Linked DNA regions of Sus scrofa: region 2 is linked to region 1. Evidence: chromatin contacts called from public Hi-C data. All regions are on one chromosome and are shown on one strand. The core of a region is the stretch at or near the end of the contact, and the rest is flanking DNA. Distances in the headings are between cores, read along the strand shown. Region 1 has its middle 87 kb from the start of RFWD2. Region 2 overlaps PAPPA2 (pappalysin-2).

What was found. Hi-C and Micro-C count contacts between places; a contact is called where the count stands out from the background.
Region 2: a Hi-C map of fetal skeletal muscle shows a contact between it and region 1, with 2.9 times the contacts expected there. The contact joins two enhancer-like sites. A contact is called at or near these places in 1 of 5 promoter capture datasets (liver), 24 of 47 Hi-C or Micro-C datasets (adipose tissue, alveolar macrophages, brain and 14 more) and 1 of 2 datasets of contacts at active chromatin or transcription factors (skeletal muscle).

What each region holds. Positions count from the first base shown.
Region 1 is chr9:118,197,988-118,204,906 of Sscrofa11.1, forward strand. No RefSeq gene overlaps it. Among named protein-coding and RNA genes, the nearest start is that of RFWD2, 87 kb to the left of the region's middle. Within about 2 kb of position 2,439, at least 3 of the 83 cell types and tissues checked have an H3K27ac peak or open chromatin away from gene starts, as enhancers often do. A contact at or near this core is called in fetal skeletal muscle, where this site is marked.
Region 2 is chr9:118,631,003-118,637,921 of Sscrofa11.1, forward strand. PAPPA2 (pappalysin-2) reads left to right here. Exons shown (of 23, transcript XM_003130330.6): 23 at 1,695-4,970. The coding sequence ends at 1,769. Among named protein-coding and RNA genes, the nearest start is that of PAPPA2, 270 kb to the left of the region's middle. Within about 2 kb of position 3,214, at least 9 of the 83 cell types and tissues checked have an H3K27ac peak or open chromatin away from gene starts, as enhancers often do. A contact at or near this core is called in fetal skeletal muscle, where this site is marked.

The DNA.
Region 1 (6,919 bases), core at 1,189-3,688:
TCAAATTCATTTTTCAAATTGAGGGGACTAGCTAAAAAAGGAAAGTACTAAAGACAGCAGATAGAAAGTGGGAGGTTCTAGGTTGGTTAATAGGGGGTGGTGGTGGTAGAGAAGTGACACCTGTGATGCAGGAGATCTTTGAAAGGAAAGTTGGAGTCTCCAGGTATACTAGGGAGACCATGGCAGCACTTAACACACGCTGAGTCAGTCAGCCTGAACAGATGCTGTGGGTTAAATATTGACATTAGATCCTCCCCCTGAAAAATATCCATGACGACAGGAGTTTAAGTATTTCCCAGAGTTATGATGGGTTTAAACTGTATAACTTATCCCGATGACCAGTCACAGAGATGGGAGGATTAGAAACTTCAGGCCCTAATTTTGGCTATTTGAATAAAGTAAAAGTCTGGTTTTATTTCAATATACTAGAAGATTTCCAGTGGTGTTCAGTGCCTTAGGTATAATTTCTTCTTATACCAAGGGGCTAAAATGGGCCTCTTTACAGAGACTCTTTTAGCTGAAGGACTTTTCTTCTTCATTGAAATGTTTTCAAAGCAAGTGTAGCTATTACTTACTTTTGAACACTGGGCACACAAAAACCTTCTGAAAATGAATGGCTGGCTAGGAACTCCTTAATTGAAAGAAGAGTATATAAATGATTTAGGGCTTCACAGCTGCCAGAAGAAAATGCAGAACCTCTCTGGAGGTACACTTCTTCAACCTAGGGTGCACAAGATTTCCATAGATAAAGCCACAATGAAGATAAATTCACACTTCAAAATGGTAAAACAGCAGAGAAACAATTCTTTCCGAATGACAGTGCATCAATGAAGCGCATCATCAAGTGGAGACCATCAAATATGTATGCTTAAGTTGACATAAAGCATGAGATTCTGAAAAAGAATAGGCATGTTTAAAAATAATTAAATAAAACTTAGAAATGGAACCATGTAGACATCGAAATTAGTGAATAGGGTAAAAATGCTGGATAAGGCTAAAAAGAAAATTAGTATACTAGAAGATAAATCTGAAGAAATTACCAGGAAAGCCCTGAAAAAAGAAAATGTTGGAAAGTATGAGTCATCAAGAGCTCTTGAAGATACAAGGAGACGAAACATAGATCTATTAGGGGTTTCAGTAAGAAAGAATAAAGAGACTGGCAAGAGAGGTAAAATTCAAAGATAGAGCAGCTAAGAATTTTTTCAGGATTAATTAAAAACAAAAATCCTCAGACTCAGAAGCACAACAAATTCTTGGCAAAATAAGTAAATAAATCCACATATAACTCATATTAATGAAACTACAGAATATCAAAGACAAAAAGAATGTAATAAAAGCGGCTTTAGAAAAAAGGACAAGTTAGCAGCAAAGGAATGACAGTTTAACTAGCTGGAGATTTCTCACCATGCAATGATAGAAGTCAAAAGGACAGTGGGAAAATATCCTCAAAATGCTAAGGGAAAGTAAATATTAACCTAAATTCTAAAGCAAATTGCACTTTAGGAATAAAATCTTCTCTCCTCCAAAAACAGCATTTTCAGACAAAATAAGACTAAAAGAACTTAGCACAAAAGAACTCTGTGGAAGGAACTACTGAAAGATGTAATCCCAGAGAAAGAAAATTGTACTAAAAAGTGAAAGAAGGAGTGGTGAGCAAATGAGTTCTCTGTTTCCTCTTACTACTGCTGGATGTCCAGTGCCTTCCATAGGGTTAGGGGCAGGAACTGAGCGTGGAGATAAGGTAAGGAGACAGGTTTCTGTTGCTGTACATTTATTTTTGTGTATGTGTAACACATTTTTCCATAGTTGCTGTACTACAAGTAGAGATGAGGTTCCCATGTTGGCCCTTCAAAGCCTATTGAACTCAAGTGCTACTTATACATAAAACTGAGAGAGGAATACCTGAGTCCAGGAAGAATTAAGTAAAGAGACAGAGATTCCTAAATTACCAAGTCTAAAACCTTGCTGTGATGGCAGTGACAGTCATGGGGGTAGGAGCAGTGAGTACCTGAATATCAGGTTCCTACAGGAAATCCTAGATTCTTCCTCTGAAGAAATAGCCATTTTTCCCCTGGACTCTAATTAGACCTTGCCTTTTCTTTAGTGGTTACTGACAGTAAAAAGGGAAGAACAAGAACTTGGGGAGAAACATCATCAAAGGGGGCACGATTGCCAACAAGCCTTTGGATTTCACATAAAGGGTCCTTTTAAGCAAATACTTCTTTAAGCCTAAAGGCCTAGCTGAGTTGCCTGAGACACGCTTTAGTGCCCAGTCATTTTTTCTGGAAATAAATTCACCAGCAGACTGATGATGAGATGATTATGCAGAGATGCCAACCCCAGAAACCCTCTGGATGGAAGGAATGCCTGAGCCCAGCAAGGGCTGGGCAGTGAAGGTCTGGAAAAGGGCAAGGAAACAACAGGTGTTCTTGCTTGGCGCCAAGGGTGTGCTGCAGACAGTCTCATAAAACATTCACAAGGTTGGCCAACGCTGGGTGGAGCCCAGAGTAAGCGCAGGTGCAGTATAAAGGGAAACCCCAGGGCAGCTAAAAATGGAGAGATTCTAGGAAAGAGAGCCAAGTAGGGAAGATTAAAGTAGTTATACTGTACCCACCCGCACACCCAGATAGAGATGAAACAGATGGGCTCAGGTTTCTACAGGGCAAAATATAAGTCTGAGAGCAGCAGGTTATTTGTGTGTGTATGTGTGTGTGTGAAAAAAACAATAAATTACAAAAAGGAACGCAAAACCAAGAGCTATTATGTTAGGGCAGTTTTTTGTTTGGTTTTCGTTTGTTTTTTGGCTGTGGCGTACAGCGGCTTGATGTTGGATCTTAGTTCTCAGACCAGGGATTAAACTCAGGCCTCAGAGGTGAAAGTGCAGAGTCCTAACCACTAGACCACCAGGGAAACTGCATTATGTTAGAGGAGTTTTAACAGAAGCTTTTAACCAAAATGGAGTTGCTTGACGGCAGAAAAATTAACTTTTGATCAGATTAGAGCTATTGTTTCTCATCGTGTCATCAAATGAAATGAGAGAGCAAGAAGTCATTAGAATATGCTTTTCCATAAAGGATTTCAATTTAATAAAGCCTAGCTTTTTAGAGAATAAAATAGGTAATCTAGAAAGGTGCTGACAAGCTTAATGAGGCTTTAATTGGGGAATAAGGATATCATAATTAAGGAAGCTGGCAGAATGAGAGCTGAAATGCTGGCTTGAAGGGTTAACTTGAAAAGTAATATATGCCACACGATAATCTTACTTACTAAGCTCTTTACTTTTTTATTTCTTTTTGACTCAGAAAATGTGGACAATGGACTGTTTTCCCCCTTGCTTTTCCACCTTCCTGTCATTGTCATCACCACTAGGACATGAAGATAGTTTTACTGTTCTCCCCTCTGAACCCTTCGTTCCAGCAGGAATGTCTGCATGAAAATCCAGGGAACTCCATCAGTTCAGTTTAGCAAATATTTATGAAATGTCTGCTATGTCAAGCTAGGTACCAGTGACTGCAGCTGTAAAGACAGGATGATAGAAAGGTGATTGAGTGAGGCAGGCAGATAAAGCATCAGGTCATTCCTACGAGCTGGATGATCAAGGTGGCTGACGGGGTCACCCTCTGCAGCGTGGGATTTATTATTAAAGGGGTCTAGTGCTTTGGATGGAGGTTTTCCACACCGGCTGCTTCCTCATATTTCTCATAGTGGTACCACCTGAGAAAATTAAAAAATGTGTTCCATAGTTTGTACCACCTAGATTCTGGGTTAGTTATCTGAGTGGGGCTCAGGCCCAGACCTGTTCAAAGGCTTCTCAGCTTAACAGTCATTGGTTTCACAATGGGCAGTTTGGTTTTGACCTCAACCACCCAAGCCCTCACTTTTCTCATCACTAGTTTGGGATAATGTTAGTGTTTGCCTGTGGTGAACAGTTGCTGGGCAGCTTGCTTTCCACTGGGAGTGGCCCTCCCCAAGGCAGATGGTGCCAGGGGGGGTCTTCCAGTCCCATTACCTGCCTATCTCTGGTGGAAAGGGATGACTGCAGGACTCAAGGCCCTTAGAGCTTTGGTCTGAGTGTTATGCACAGGACTCAGCAGGGCCATTCTTCCATGATGGAGAGAAGGAGAGGGAGCAGGCAGGGAGAGCAAGAGAGGAGGGAGGTGAACAAGAAGAAAGGTCTGTTCCTTTTGACCTCTAAGGAGGCTCCTGGAGGTTTGGGGCTCCAAGCAGTCATTCTCCCCAGGTATACCATGGCTGAAAATGAAGTCAGAGTAAAATAGAGTTGAGAAACAAAAACAGTGACAGTATCCTGATAACATCATCTGGTCCCCTGGATTCAGCCATTTCTCAAGCTAGGATTATCTACCCTTGGACTTTATAGTTATGCCAGGCAGTTAATTCTCTCTAATGCTAAGCTATTTTGAATCAGTTTTATGTTATTTGTTCATTAAAAAATTGCCATGAAGCTTCTGTGAGGATAAAGTGAAATAATGTAGGGAAAACACAAATCCTGAGATACCATAAACACTCAGTAAATTCTGGGTGTCCCCCGCATCCCCATCACATGGTCCTTGGTGCCACCATTGCTCATTTTTCTCCACAAGCGGGCTGAAGAATGGGATGCAGTTACAATATTTTCTCCCTTCTGTACTGTTTATTAGAAAGAATTGAGAAAAATTTTAATGTGTGCTATAGTTTGTTTGCTGTTTCTGTTATCTTAGCCATTGTCCGCAGTTCTATGAAGGAAGGAGGATGCTGTAAGTTTAGGGCCTTTGAGTACACCCAGCCTTCAGAGTTTCATGCTGTAGCAGGCAGAGGAAGAGGCACTGCTTAAAAGCCATCTGTTCTTTATATTTTCACCATTCATCAAAAAATCGGCCTCAGTATCTTCTCTGTGGTTTACTTCCTGTTCCCCATGTGCTCACTGCCTGCTCCACCTTTGCACGTTTGCTCCAGTTTGACTCGAAGTCCTTCCTTGCCTTTTCTTTATCCATCTACGTCTAGTTGCCCTACAAGACCCAGATCAAGTCCCTTCTTCTCCATGGAGCTTTTTTTTGAACAGTCTCTCTGACATCACCCCGCATTCCTTAAACTTTTAATATCGTATTTAGGTTAGTTTTAAATGTGCAGTTGCTTTCTCTCCTCGGCAACATGGTAGCGTTCCCATCTTGTGGTGTAGTGGGTTAAGAATCCAACTGCAGCGGCTCCAGTCAATTCGGAGGTTCGAGTTCCATCCCTGATCCACCAAGGTGGGTTAAAGGAGCCGGTGTTGCTGTACCTGCCCATAGGTCATAGCTGCTGCTTGGATTCAATCCCTGGGCTGGGAACTTCGATATGCCATGGGTGAGGCCATAAAAAAATAAGTAAAAATAAAAAACAAGATGGTATTTTCATTGAAGGCAAGGGAAATCACTGTATTTTGCTGAATCCCTCTGCACATAACAGATTCCCTATGATTGCTTGTTCGAAGAGTTTCATTCAAATGAGGCATTTCTTTCAGGGGCATATGAGGAATTGCGTTGGTTGGTTGTAACGCTGCACAGTAGACCTAGCTCCAGAAAAATCACAGAGGTCTTTATGAGCCATAGCTCCAGCTTCAGGGAATTCTAGATACCAGTTCTTAACTGCCTTTGCAGTTTATAATCAAGTCATAGAATTTCTTTTTCTATTGTTTTATCTTCTACTTCTGCCACAATTTGCCTTGGAGATTGGTATGGAAATTTGAGCTCCATTGAGTTAAATGTGAAATCTTATTACTTATACCATAATCTGGTCCTATTCTAGAAGTCTGTGTCAATTCCAAAACGTTTTCTGGCCTTTTTCTTTTTTGCTGTGCCAACCAACCATGTACACAGTCTAGTGAGGTCACTCTTCTTGTGTGTGATGAGGTCAGGCTGCCTGCTGCTTTAGACTAATTTAGATGATGCCTATTTAGTAAATAAATAGACATATTTGGCTTCTCTCCCCAAATATAATTGTACCTGTTTTGCCACAGCCAGGATTGGAATGAATAAGGAGTTTCCTTCTTTCCAGTAAAGCCTTCTCTGTCCATCATTTCATACATGGGTAACAATCATGAAATCAGAAAAGGAGCTGTATCATTTTAATTTTCTAATTTTTTATTTTTTATTTTTGTCTTTTCTAGGGCCACACCTGCAGCACATGGAGGTTCCCAAGCTAGGGGTCTAATCAGAGCTATAGCCACCGGCCTACACCACAGCCACAGCAACGCGGGATCCAAGTCACGTCTGCAACCTACACCACAGCTCCCGGCAATGCTGGATCCTTAACCCACTGAGTAAGGCCAGGGATTGAACCCACAACCTCATGGTTCCTAGTCGGGTTCGTTAACCACTGAGCCACGATGGAAACTCCTAATTTTCTATTTAAAATGAAACAGAAAACAAGCTTAAACATCACTCCTGTTATACACTGTTAGTTTTAAAAATTTTAATTTAAATGTAAAATTTTTTTTATTGGCATGTAGTTGATTCACAACATTGTTGGTTTCAGGTATACAGTGAAGTGAATCTCTTATACGTATATATTATTTACTCTCTTTTTCCATATAGGATTTACAAAACACTGAGTAGATCTTTCTGTGCTATACCGTAGAAGCTTGTTAGTTTTCCGTTTTACATATAGTAGTGTGTATCTGTTAATCCCATCCTCTCAATTTATCCCTCCCTGCTATGGTTTCCCCTTTGGTAACCCTAAATTTGATTTTGAAATCTGTGAGTTTATTTCTGTTTTATAAATAAGTTCATTTGTATCATTTTTATTAGATCCTACATATAAGTGATATTATATGATATTTGTCTTTGTCCGACTTCATGTAGTGTGATAATCTCTAGTTCTATCCATGTTGCTGCAAATGGCATTATTTTTTTATTTTTTATGGCTAAGTAATATTTCATTGTAT
Region 2 (6,919 bases), core at 1,964-4,463, 430 kb after region 1:
GCCTGTATCCTGAATAGTGGTCCTTTTCCTTCTGCCTTTTATCCTGTTGCTCTGGGATCTCTTATATCAGAAGATACACTCAAGCTAAGCCTATAAAATTGAATAGACTGAAAGTTTGGAACAATATGGATGAAAATCCAAGGGGTCCAAAGATATTTGATGCTAGTTGGCCAATTTGGTGAATCAAAAATACGCAAGAGACGAGTTCCCTCCTTGAATGTATCTCCACAGTGAAGTCATACCTACGTGATTACCGCTACACAGACCTAACTACTCTGGCTCCTGATGGCCCTTACTTACTGATGGCTCACTCTGTGCCAGGCGTTCTTCTCACCACTGACATGAACCCACTTATTTAGTGCAGAGAGCTCAGGGGCTCATTGTATCATTGTTCAGTTTGGCTCTCTTTTGCTGCGAAAACCAGTAAATCCTAAACTATGAGAGAGAGATCAAGAGCTTGGATTGCAAGTCAGAAATCATGCCAACTAGTTCCTGGTCTTGTAGAAAGTAACTAGTCAAGGATCCCATTTCTACCCAGGAAGTCATAACTGCTTTGGAAGAAAGCAATCAATTCTCTCCCCATCACCATCTCACACTCAGCAAATCTAGGATTTGTCTTAATGGATTTCTGTGCCTGTGGCCAACATACACATGCATCTGGATTGAGAAAACATTTCATGCCCCCTACTGTTGACTCCTCAATCACACTTAATTCATATGTGAACATATGCTACAAAATTCCCTCAAACATCACCACCATTGTCCAGCCTACTTGCCCAATGACCAAGCCCATCTCTTCAGTGTACTTAGACTCTTAAATGATATGCCAATGTATTTTTGTGTCATTTGCTCATCCAGACCCAAAGGGTAGACTCTTTGCCACTTTTACATCATGTCTCCTGAATGCCCAAATCTCTCTGAAGCTAAGTATGGACACTCAAAATGTATGTTTATCTGTTGGTAGTTGTGCAGGCAAGAAGAGAGCAACTTTTTCTGGACCCTCCCTGGCCTGGAGGAAGGCTAGTTACATAGCATGAAGGCAATCCAGCCATAAACAAGGGATAGAGAGATGCATTGTCTTACCAAGCCAAAGTATATCCTGGGTTCAAGAAGGGAAAACCCTCAAGTTTATGAAAATGACAGGGATGATCCTATGGCCCCCAGACACCAAAGAGTAGGAGACATAGAGCTGGGGTATAGAGCCTTGGTTTTCCAGATTCAGTGTAAGATGACCTGGACCTAAGTCACTTACCTCTCTTGACCTTCCCTGTAGGAAAAGATACTAACATTCATCTTTCCTACTCTGCATGGATTTTGTGAATATGCTAATAGCGACAAAAACATTAAAGCAGTAGTTTCAGACATGAGTGGGAATACTAGAAGTAGTAGTAACAGGTGTGAGAAGTGCCTGGAAATGTATGTTTCATACCCATCATCTTATTTAAACCACACTAACACCCTCTGGAGTCGCTGCGGTTGTTCTCCAAACTTTGTATATAAAGAAAGTGAAGCAAGGTTTACCTTGCCTAAGGAGACAAGGTAAATGAAAGAGCTGAGTGTTAATTTCAGTTCTGTGATACGAACACATAACCCCATGCTCCCTCTGGGACCAAGTGAGAAAAGCAAAAGCTGGTTGAAAGCATGACACTTGGTGCGACGATGGGTTATTTCAACGTCTCTTTGATTTCCCTAAGGTCATTCCATTTGCTGCTGACTGTGATCTGGATGAATGCACCTGCCGAGACCCCAAGGCTGAAGAAAATCAGTGACTGTGGGAATGAGCCCCTCCTTCCACTGCCCTGGAGGCAGTGAGAAAGAGAGAGCCCTCCACAAAAGGAAACAAAAGGTGAATGAAGAAGAAAGGTCATGAAGGGAGGGACGGATGAAGAACATGGAGAATCTTATAAGAAACTCAAGAGGATGTTTATAGGTGCCAACTATTGCATCAAGTAGTCCAAGTAAGGAAGAATCATAGGCAAAAAAAAGTTTCTTCAAAGAGGCAGTTGATTTAAAGTGGAAAGAAAAATACGATAGATATACAAGGACCCTCCTCCCATTTATATTCTCTCCAACCCCATCGTGAATTCTTGCCCTGCTTCCCACTCTGCACCCTGTCAACTATTCAGCCCTACCCAACTTGTAAACTAGTACCAAAATACTAGAAGAGAAGCTGCCAGGGACACTCTGTTAATACTGGTTTCACATGGATTGCCACCCTTCAGGGCTCTTCTAATCTAAACTGGCTCGCTCCCTTTCTTTGTGTAGTCTCCCTTAGGAATATCGAGGTTAGTGATTAATTCTTTATAAGTATTTAAACATAATTATATAAATATATTATATATATTATATTTTTTGCCGTCTACTAAGCTAAAAATTATTCATGGTTCCACACATGCTGCTGTGAAGTTCACATCCAAAATGAATGCTGAGGGTTTGAGGACCGAGAGACAAGTTATTCTACCATCGTTCTAGTCCTAGGGGCTGGCAGGTTGAGAGGGAACTGGAGAAGGAAGGAGAGCGATCAGATGCAGTTTTTGATGATAATATGTCAGCTAATCATCTTTTTATGAGCTGGGAGCTGGGCCCAGTTGGAGAAGATGGGGTCTCGGAATGATAATACTAAGAGGCACAGAAAAGTGGGTAGGGGGTATGCATTGGTGATGGGTCCAGGAAAACTAGACTAGGATCCATCCAAAAAGAATATATTCTATTCACTTCTCCGAATTCCTAGCTGCACTTGGTGAGACCCAGGATTTTCTACACTTCCATGTGTGCCTGTTCCAAGTGTGGCTCTCAGCCAGCCACTCAGTTAACAAGTTTGTATGAGGGCTCTTTCTCTGATCACCAGGATTACAGGAAGTCACGCATTCCTCATTCTTGGCCTGTGGTCTCACTCATTCTAAGTCCCCAAGCCTGGCCATCATTCACAGCCACATGACCTATTGTTGATTTTCTGGGGAAAAAAAAAAGACTGTCATGGAAATGACATCGGGAAAAGGTGGGAGGAGATGGAAGAACAGGCAGGGATGGAGGAGCCAAGGGAGGCAGTAGACAGGGGAGAAGTCAGGGTTAATCAGAGCGCAGGGCCAGGGAGGATGAAATGAGTCAAGGAAACTCAACCTTGTTCCAAGTCTCCCAAGCAGACCAAATGGGATCCTTTGCACAAGGCAGAATGGGAGTTAAATTCTCTTCAAGTGCGATGTGTCAAATCTGTGTCCCAGAGAGTTCCTTTGGAGCAAGCTGTAAAATACATGGAGCAAGGGTGACACTCTGTGGGGAGAGAGAAGCATTTCAACGATTTGGGGTCCATTTTGTCCTCGTTACCCTTTCTTGCTCAATCGTTGGACTGTACGTGAAATGACCAGGGTAACCTGCCTCTCTGTTTACATCCAGGCTGATGCTCCCTGCATGTGGTCTCTTGCAGTTGTTTTTTGGTAATGATTTATGGATGAGGCCTTGGAGAGGGAGGGTAAGGAGCTAGTTTCTTGTTCAACACCCCAGTTTATCATCTCAGGAAGGGCTGGGAGGTTTGCCTCCCTCCAAGCCTCTTCTCCAGTGGAAGGGAAGAAAGGACAGGCACAAGTTCAAGGGCAGCCTTGGGCTCTCTGGATCTCCTTCCTGCACTTTGGCTCTGACTGCAGTATTCTACTCTTCCCATCCACCCTGAAGCAAGGGCTGTGCAAATAGAAAGGGGAAATACCAATCCCCCACCCCCACTATCTTGAACCGGATTTTATGTAGGAAAGAACAACATTCTGGAATGAAGTTAAAAGGAGAAGGCAACATACACATATTTACCTGCGGGGATGTGAAGTGAGAGCAGCAGAGTCACTGGGGAAAGGAAAGAGCAGCGTCTGCCCATCGAAAATATACCTGTCCTCTGTATTTACAGCCCTAACAGCAAGTATTGCCTGGATGCCTGCTGGTGCTTATCTGGGTTGGCATTCAGTGCCCCCCAAGAAGAGAATATTTGGGGGATTCTGATAGGTCACAACATGGAAGGGACAATAGAAAAGTTTAGATGCTCCATCTTAAAACAGTTGTGAAATCATTATCCAAAGTTCTTGAAGCCGGCAAACTGTGCAGGGAACCCTGTCCTGTCTGAGACTGAGGCAGCAGAGCTGTTACCCTGGGCCCTGCAGGGCTCAGGGAGGCTCCAGCACGGCCCCTCCCCCAGGAACTCAGAGACTGCGCTTCACAGTGCAAGACTGGCCTGTCCCCCTATAGGAATCACAGGACATTTCTCTTTTGTACTCCATTTAAAAATATTTTATTATCTGTGGGCAACATCTGCACTCCATCACTGCCCTGGGAATGTGAGCGGTGGTGTGTGGAAAGCCCTTCAGGCAGAAGGCTGCCTAGCCCGAGTCGGCTCTGGCCATTCAGAGACAGCAGGTTCCCCCAACCTTTGTTCCTGGAGCCTGTGCTTTGCGCTCCTCAGGTCCCTGATAAAGCTGAAGGTCTGAGATGCCATGGTCACAGATCCCCAGTGGATATCAGCTCCACTGGCTCCATGGGTCTGTGTTCTGCGGCTCTTCCCACCCACAAGGCCACAGAGGCTCTACCATCAGTTCTTTGTTCCAAAATCACTTCTCTGCTTCCTCTTTTTCCTAGTAAGTAGGAGCGCTGGTGTCCACGTTGCCTGGGGCTGCAGGACTCTGGTGATTAGCATAACAGCTCCGACCAGAGAGACTAGATTGGAGGGAGGAGAAGGATCAGCTGGCAAACTTGCACCTGAAGTGAAGAGCTGCTCTTGATTCTCTCCTTTCCTTCCCTCCATTACAAGGCATTGGATTTGGCACTTCCTCTCCTCTGAGATCCCTATTGAGTGTGACCGTTTGCACCCCAAAGGGATGGTTTGATTAGGAACGTAGTGAAAAGAGCGGATCTACTGTATTGTAACGTAAAACAGCTACAGCCAGTTATTTTGTAAGATTATAAGATGTTCATTAAAAAATCAGCACACAGAATGGGAAGTGTCTTCAGTGTCTTATTCTTCGTTTAAATCATTCCATCACTTCCAAGTTGCTTTTCATTTGCTCGTGCCCGGTCCAGACATCCATCATTGATTAATTGATTGATGAGTCCTTTCAGTCACTTAAAAACTTTTAAGTAAATGGTGCACATAAAGAAGATAAACATGAAGGTTCCTGGGAAGAGATGACATATTCAAAAGCAGAATGATGTCAAGTGTCTCATGAGTTGTAGAAGTAAAATGCAAGAGGAGTTCCCTGGTGGCTTAATGGTAAAGGATCTGGTGTTGTCACTGCTATGGCTTGGGTCAGTGTTGTGGCACATGTTTGATTTCCCCATGCCTCGGGATATGGCAAAAAAAAAAAAAAAAAAAAAAAAAAAGAAGAAGAAAAAGAAAATAAAATGCAAGAATCACAGTTCAGAGGAAATAGACATTACTCCTGGATGCCAAAGGGAGGCATTATTTGAAAGATGGTCTGTGACGGTTGCTTATGAGCTTAATAAGCAGAAACGGGAAAGAGGGAGAGAAGCATCCCTGCAAAGTGGAGAATGGGATTGACATTATGGAGGTAGGACTAGGAAAAGGGCCAGGTGAGAGTGAATCTCCCTGGAGCACCCAACTTGGCTGGAAAGTAGAAGGCAGCTGACACATGCCCTACGTTTGGCATAGACAGTCTTATTTAATCCTCAAAAACAGATCTACAGCTTCCATAGTCTTGTTTCACAGATGTGGACACCAAGTGTAAAGAAAGTCCTCTAAGGTCATGGGCCTGAAACTAGGTTCAAGCCTGGTCCCATCAGACACCAAGATATAAAAAGGAAAAGAAAAATGATGGTTCATAGGATGGGAACAGGGAAAGGGTGGAGGTAGAGAGAGATGTCAAAGACAATGCCTCTGCACTATTTTTACACCCACAAAGCTTATCATCACCGACAGAAAAGGGAAGCCAAGAGGAGTAAATTGTTGAAGAAAAAGCATCACTTTGCTTTATGATAAGATCAATTTAAAAGCCAGCTAGATAACTAGTTGGAAGTTTCATATAAAGCAGTGTTCAGCACACTGGAGGAGGCTTCTGCAACTGGTCTCCGGCCTGGCCAGGTACCACCTGCTGGTCTAGGTGGTCATCTCAGTACATCTGTGAGCCGTTTGGGAAGGCCTGTGGAATTAATAGAAATGTGAGCTCTGGGAGTTCCCATCGTGGCTCAGCAGAAATGAATATGACTAGTATCCATGAAGATGCAGGATCAATCCCTGGCCTTGCTCAGTGGGTTAAGGATCTGGCATTGCCATGAGCTGTGGTGTAGTTTGCAGACATGGCTTGGATCTGGCGTTGCTGTGGCTGTGGTGTAGGCCAGTGGCTACAGCTGTGATTTGCCCCCTAGCCTGGGAGGCTCCATATGTCACAGGTGGGGCCCTAAAAAGACAAAAAAATGTGAGCTTGGAATTTGAGAGATAGATATGTGACTAGAAGTAAACATTAGAGAATAAAAATGTTACATGACATTTTCTTTATGATTTGTAAAGTACCTTCATGTGCTTCATTGCAACTCATGGGTTAAGCAGAAGGACTTTTTTTGTTGTTGTTCTTCTTCCATTTTACAAATGAAGAAACTGTGTCTTGGAGAGGCCATGGAAAAATTTAAGTTCGTATAACTAAGTGCAGGTTGGGATGGGAATCCAAGGTTTCTGTCCCCAAACATGACGTGGTTTGTGCTACATGCAGCTCAGTGTACTAGACCCAGAGTGAACCCAGACCCAGTTGAAATGGGAAAGTTAAATGTCTTTCTCTTTGTTTATGTTTCAAGGTGCTCATTGGTTTCCCAGTGGCTTTCTTAGTAGCTGGTGAGTGGAAAACTGAGAGCAAATCTTCTGGAGCATCCTTCCAGGGCCCTCTGCTCATGCCAGGCCCTGAGCATAAGCAGATGCCCCTGCACATGCCAGGGA